Regions from separate parts of the Lactuca sativa genome. Here region 1 is linked to region 2. A link is a contact called in public Hi-C data. All regions are on one chromosome and are shown on one strand. Each heading gives the region's core, a stretch centred on a gene start, on an enhancer-like site or on the middle of the called end of the contact. The rest is flanking DNA. Distances are from core to core; before and after follow the strand shown. Region 1 holds the start of LOC111901835 (T-complex protein 1 subunit zeta 2). Region 2 holds the start of LOC111901836 (14-3-3-like protein).

Region 1 (3,185 bases), core at 531-3,030, 150 kb after region 2:
TTATTTATGTTGTAGATTTATAAATGTAGAAGTCTCACCGCATTCACAACTATGTCAGTTAATTGATCTGCCAAAGATTCATACAACTGCACATAAAAGTTTTAAAAGAATGAGAGGCTAGAAATATAAATATATAATATGCAGTTTATCAACCAAACATAAACTTGAGTGGAAGAAAAAGCAGCATACTTTCATTGATTTGTTTATTATAGCATCCTATTACAACACTATACTTTGAAAAATCTATCCAGTTATAGCAATTTTACAGCTACAACTAGATAGATTTTTCAAAGCATAATGTCCGATTAAGAAAAAATGGAAGTAATATGCTATGATTTGGTAGATTGTTTTGAAATACAATTCTTTTAATAGGAAAAAAGGGTGTAAGTATAATGTTGTAATGAAAATAATACAAGTAGGAAGCTATAACATAGAAATAAATGAGAGTCTGTTGCTATTTCTTGCATATAGCTGCAAGAAAAAAAAGAGCAAGTTAATAAAATAAAATAAAAACCTTGGTTCTTAATGTTGTTCTTGCTACCATTTTTAGCATTTCTCTATCAGGTCCATCACCCATCACTACAGGAGTCTTAAACTTTTCAAGAAATTCCAGTGTTGCCTTTTTGGCAATTTCAAAACCATCAACCACAACACGTGGATGCATCCCTGTGTGAACATTTAACATTGTAAATAATCATAGTTTATTTTATATAATCATAAAACAACTGAACAAACTCGAAAAGATGCTAGAAAGATAATAAAACCTTCATCAATACAACGTTCAGCCTGTTTCATTAGCTCGCCAATGAAGATGACTGTAGATGTTGTCCCATCGCCACTAATATCATCCTGTGCAACAGCTGTCCTTGCAATCATGATGGCTGTTGGGTTTTGAATTTGCTGGAATCATGAAATTAATCTCAGGTTCAAAGTTTAAAATTAATCCAAAACACATCAAAAGGTAAGATGAATCCCCATATTACAAAGGACAATGAGTTGGTATGTAAATTGTAGCTTTGATTTTGCATATTTACTTAGGTTTCTGAGTTACAGATTCAATCCTTACTCGTATTTAATTTTAAATGTATCTTACTGTATTTTCAGAAAAAAAAAGGTTTTTTATACCTATATGTCATTTTCGATTGGATCAAACGTTTCTGCTTGCAAAAATATGCCTACTTTTGTTCTATGACTAGATCACTATACACAAGGAACATACCATCTCTTTCAACAAAGTGTTTCCATCCTTGGTTAACTTGATATCTCCAGCTCCTCCAACAAGCCTGTGAAACGATTTACACAACAGTAAGCATAATAACAAGCCAAAACAACGATATAGTTTAAGAAAAAGCAAACACGGAAACTACGGAGGATGAAAATAAGAAGCTAACATCTTAATGGTGCCTTTAGGGCCGAGGTTACTCTTGAGAACATCTTGTAAACCCTTAGCGGCATTTATGTTCATGTGAAGTGCAGCCGATTTGTTAAGCACTTCGGCATTAGGGTTCAGAACCCGTAGAGACATCTTCGATCCTGATATTTTGGGAGATAGAAACACAAATGTTGAGTTAGGAGAGATGAGTATAAGCGAGGTAGTGAGAAATGTAAAGGAGCGAGAAGTTACCTTGGATTAGTTAAAAGCAGAGCGGATCTTGCAGAAGTGATGATGACGAAGAAGATCAGGGGAGGGAAGAAAACTGCGTCGGAGCGGGAGTTCTTCAGAAGTGAAGTGGGAGACGGTGGGAGAATGTTGGTTTTTAGGGCTTCTTTTTGGTGGAATGGTTTACTTAGCGATTCTTTTAGTAGCGGTGTGACGTCGTTTCGTCCTACTATCAAAGTTCACACTTCTTACACTAGTTTAATGATTTATCTTTGGGTTTATTATTATTCACTACATGTATATAACGCGTCGGCATCACGGATTAAAAAGATAAAAATAATTTTAATTAAATTATAAGATAATTATTGAGTAATAATAAAAAAAATTAATAAATTAGGCAATAGATATTACAAATAATTTTTTTGTTGACGTGTTTGATATGTGTAAAATGGAGGAGTAAATTAGTGGAAATTTGATTAATGAGGAAAAACCTTAGAATGACAAGTGGCAAATAATTAATGTGAAGCTTTAATTGGTTGACACGTGGCAAATGTGCTACTCTTTTATTAGGTATGGAGATTCGTTCACTAGTTCACTATATAATAGGTGTATATATACTACAAAATTATTATAAACTTAAATTTAATAAAAATATCACTCAAATTGCGGGTATAACTTTAGGCATTCTTATGACAAAAAAGATAATCCATCATCATTTATCATTTAACTCAGCTACTTGTCAAAAGTTAATAATGTAGTAAAAGTTAATAATGTAATGTGATGATGAATAATAATATGTTATGATTGTGTAATGTACTGTAAAGTCAATATGTGAATAGTGCCTTATAAATAATTTGATATGACACATAATAATGGCATTAATAATAGTATGTGTTTATGTGGCTTGGTTTGAACTCATTAAACAAATGACACATGAATACATACTACTATTAGTATCACTATTAGGTATCATATCAAACTATTTTTAAAGCATTATTTACATATTGACTTTACAATTACATTACATAATAATGACATACTATTATTCACATACTTATGATATACGATATATTTCACCACGCTACATTATTAATTTTTTAACGGGCAGTGGTGAGATAGTATGTTGTGATGGTGATTGGTTTTATCTTTTCCCCTCGGATGATAGTGGGTTGATAGTTGACGTCATTGTTCCATTATTGGTGAGTCTTGTAGATTTTCTTTACAATATTGGCAAAGATGTCGTGGTGCATTGAGGATTATCTGACATAGTTGTTTTTTATATCTCTTGGTAATTCAACAAGGTGTTTGGTAAATTCTTCAAATGTACTGACTGCTTGTAATCTTGCTTGATTAATTAGTCTCGTGTTATCTTGAGAGTAGAGTAGCATAATATCACTACAGTAGTTGATTCGAACTTCTGCTTTTTTTTTATTAATGCCTATTCTGGAACTAGCAAGATAGACACATGTTAATATTGAGATGAGATGATTAGTTGTAACACTCGTATTTTTAGGTATAAGTCTTTAAAGATTAAATTATTAATTTTCGCATGTTGATGTCCTATGGTAAGCATAGGATAGTCCCC
Region 2 (3,467 bases), core at 736-3,235:
AAAAACGACTTCAATTCCTAAAGCCACATAACAATTGTCAAGCCATAAGTACTTAATCAAAGCTTTTCAATTTTTGATTAATGAGTAGTAGTAATAGTAATAGTAGTACACAAACTATTAATCTTCCTACCAAATCCCATTTGTGTATGTCAATGTCACTGTGTTTCTTCAGGTTTTGAAGACTCCTTGATCTCATCCCCACCCTCATCCTGTACACCATTCAAAAACACCAAATTATCATTCTTGTTCAAGGGCATTTTGGACATTTCCACAAAAAAATAAATAGAAAAAAGAGAGTCACAAACCGCAATATCTGATGTCCACAAAGTCAGATTGTCACGGAGAAGCTGCATGATAAGTGTGCTGTCCTTGTATGAATCCTCACCTAATGTGTCCAGCTCAGCAATCGCTTCATCAAAAGCCTAATATACATATATAAACATATTTATATTTATATCAGAATATATTAAATAAAATAAAATATACAAAAAATGAAAAAACTACCTGTTTGGCAAGGTTGCAAGCACGATCAGGTGAATTGAGGATCTCATAATAAAACACTGAGAAGTTAAGAGCAAGTCCAAGTCGAATTGGATGAGTAGGAGCCAAATCAGATAAAGCAATGTCCTATAATAACCAAAAGTCAATGAAAGTCAACACGAAATACTTCAAGATTCATGGTATATAATAAAAGTAATTACTAATTACGAATTACTCACTTGGGCAGATTTGTAAGCTAACAAAGTGCTTTCAGCAGCTTCTTTCCTTTCAGCACCTGTTTTGAATTCAGCCAAGTATCTAAAATAATCACCTTTCATCTTCAAGTAAAAGATCTTTGATTCAGCAGAAGAAGCAGAAGGGACAAGATGTGATTCAAGGAGACCCAAAATCCCATCACAGATTTTGCTTAATTCAATCTCGATTGTACTCCTGTACTCCTTGATTAGCTTAACATGATCTTCATTCCCACGACTTTCTTCTTTCTGTTCAATTGAAGATATGATCCTCCATGATGCCCTTCTTGCTCCAATCACGTTCTTGTAAGCGACAGAAAGAAGGTTTCTTTCTTCCACTGTGAGTTCTTCAACATCTACAGTCTTTGCGACCTTCTCCATGAACTCCACCATTTCTTCGTACCTTTCGGCTTGCTCTGCAAGCTTGGCCATGTACACATTTTCCTCACGCGAAGCTTCAGATGCCATTTTTAATTAGTATATGCCTGAATCAAAAGAAAAAACATCAGATCAGTTGTGAATATGTGTTTTTCCTAGATCTAGTCGTCTAGATTGAAACGATTCAAACTATAAACTTGTGTTCTTCCTAAATTAACTTATACAAGTTTGTGCATCACCAAAACAAATCGATTTTTAGGCAACTGCTAATGACGCTAGATACATTTGGTCAAATATTCGCGCACTACGCATCGTGGATTGTACGGTACAAGTACTGATGCAGAATGTTCAAGTTTGAGACGAAACAATTTCTCGTTCCACTGATTGTTTTCTTTTTTGGTCCGTACACGTATCAACATATAACCTTTACCACGATTTGCTATAAACTGATAAAATACAACTAAACAGCTACACAGTCTTTAGCTAATTCAAACAGTTGCAGATCCAATACAACAAGATTTACAGATCTTAACAGCTTACGATACAAAATCATTGCTCGAAACAACTAAATAAATCGCAAACTGACAGATTCACATAAAAAAGCACTATTAAGAGCATCAAAACACGCAAAAAAATCACAAAAATCTCGTGGCATCGATTAAAGAGTAAACAGATTCAAAACGAAATTCAGAAAGTAAAAAGGCGATAGAAAATACCTCGATTGATAGGGCAAGCAGCAGCGAGTGTGTGTAGGTAGGTGTTTGTGTGTGATTCTCTTTGATCGAAGGAGAATGGAAAGAAGCGGATTCGAGGGGTTTATATAAATGGGAAACGCGTGAAAGTGAGGAGGAATAATCCAATGAGATGGCGACAGCTGTATTCTTAGGGGGCGGAGTTGGCTACACGCAGGTCAGGCGATACACACGATTTTACCCTATCCTTTGCCTGCCGCTGACCGTCAGAAGTGCAAGGTTTTATTTATTCCATCTATGCGAATTCAAAAATCAAAAAGTTTTCAAATTTCAAAACACAAAAATAGTTTAAAAAAAATATAAATTGTTTAGAATTAAAATTTTAGATTAAAACTTTTACCGTTTATATTTTTTACTTTTTAATAACTAAGAACATTTGTAATAAAAGTTTTTCATAAGTTTTTTTTATTCTTCGTCTCCGACAATTAATTTATATCATAACTTATAATTATTTTTATTTTATTTTTAACCATTACATTAATACATTCTTTAAAACGTTAATTCTCTTTCGATAATATTTGATATTTAAATAATTTATTCATCTCTATCTAATACGTTTTATAAAAAAACATCTCATTTAATTTGTCGTTTTTATTTTAAACATGAATCATATTTTAATATTTATATACAACTATTTCAAACTATTTCAAGTTTTTATTTAAAATATATAAAATATGAAAGAAACATTATAGTAATAAAATTCAAAAAATTAAAAATATTATATAATCGTTATAATTTAAATTTTTATAAATAAAATATTATTAAATATTTAATTGAATATATTAACTACTAAAAGTTATAAATATTTAAAATTGAAATGTACTTAAGAGGGTAAAATGAAATATTATTACATGAGAAGAATTAAATATATAAAACCTAAAAGTAAATTAAGCATGCAATATATATATATATATATATATATATATATATATATATATATATATATATATATATATATATATATATATATATATATATATATATTAGTCAATAAGGTTGCATTTGATTACTTCACTTTGATTTTGGTTAATTTGGTTATTTAACTTGTTTTAGGTTTTAAAATGTAAGTGAACCTTTTAATTTTTGCCAAAATATTACTATGACCAACAATAAAAAGTTCCATGACCAAATTTGAGCACAACTTTATTATTGGAGTCAATAGTATTTATTATATTTTTTATAATAAATATCAAATTTGATCATTTAATTTTTGGTTTTGTTCATTTGAACACGTAAATTATTTTAAGTTTTAAATTATTAAGTTGTAAAAAAAATTATAACATCTCGAAAATCATAGTAAAATTTTTCATTTTCAAAATAGGTAAAATCATTTTTCCATAAAACACAAGTTACCAAAAACATTGTTTCACGATCATAACATAAAATCAGAGTGTCAAAATCAGATCATTGGATGATGTGTACAGTCACACATTATTCTTGTCGCCGATCCTCAGAAGTACCTGAAACATTTAAATACACAACTGTAAGTCAAAACTTAGTGAGTTCCCTCCTAAAATACCTTACACAAAATACACATACAATTCATGCACACACGAGCCTTTGGTCTGACTAGACTGCCTTACAAGGCCTACAATACACCAAG

Evidence for each region. Hi-C and Micro-C count contacts between places; a contact is called where the count stands out from the background.
Region 1: a contact with region 2 is called in a Hi-C map of leaf, with 6 times the contacts expected there. The contact joins the promoter of LOC111901835 here to the promoter of LOC111901836 in region 2. A contact is called at or near these places in 2 of 4 Hi-C or Micro-C datasets (leaf and seed).

The regions. Positions count from the first base shown.
Region 1 is chr4:331,099,152-331,102,336 of Lsat_Salinas_v11, forward strand. LOC111901835 (T-complex protein 1 subunit zeta 2) reads right to left here and starts at 1,781. Exons shown (of 16, transcript XM_023897692.3): 1 at 1,625-1,781; 2 at 1,392-1,533; 3 at 1,220-1,283; 4 at 765-900; 5 at 515-666; 6 at 39-86. The coding sequence starts at 1,525.
Region 2 is chr4:330,947,978-330,951,444 of Lsat_Salinas_v11, forward strand. It overlaps LOC111901836 (14-3-3-like protein), which reads right to left and starts at 1,986. Exons shown (of 6, transcript XM_023897694.2): 1 at 1,829-1,986; 2 at 720-1,219; 3 at 505-627; 4 at 306-422; 5 at 131-209; 6 at 1-17. The coding sequence starts at 1,202. The coding sequence ends at 156.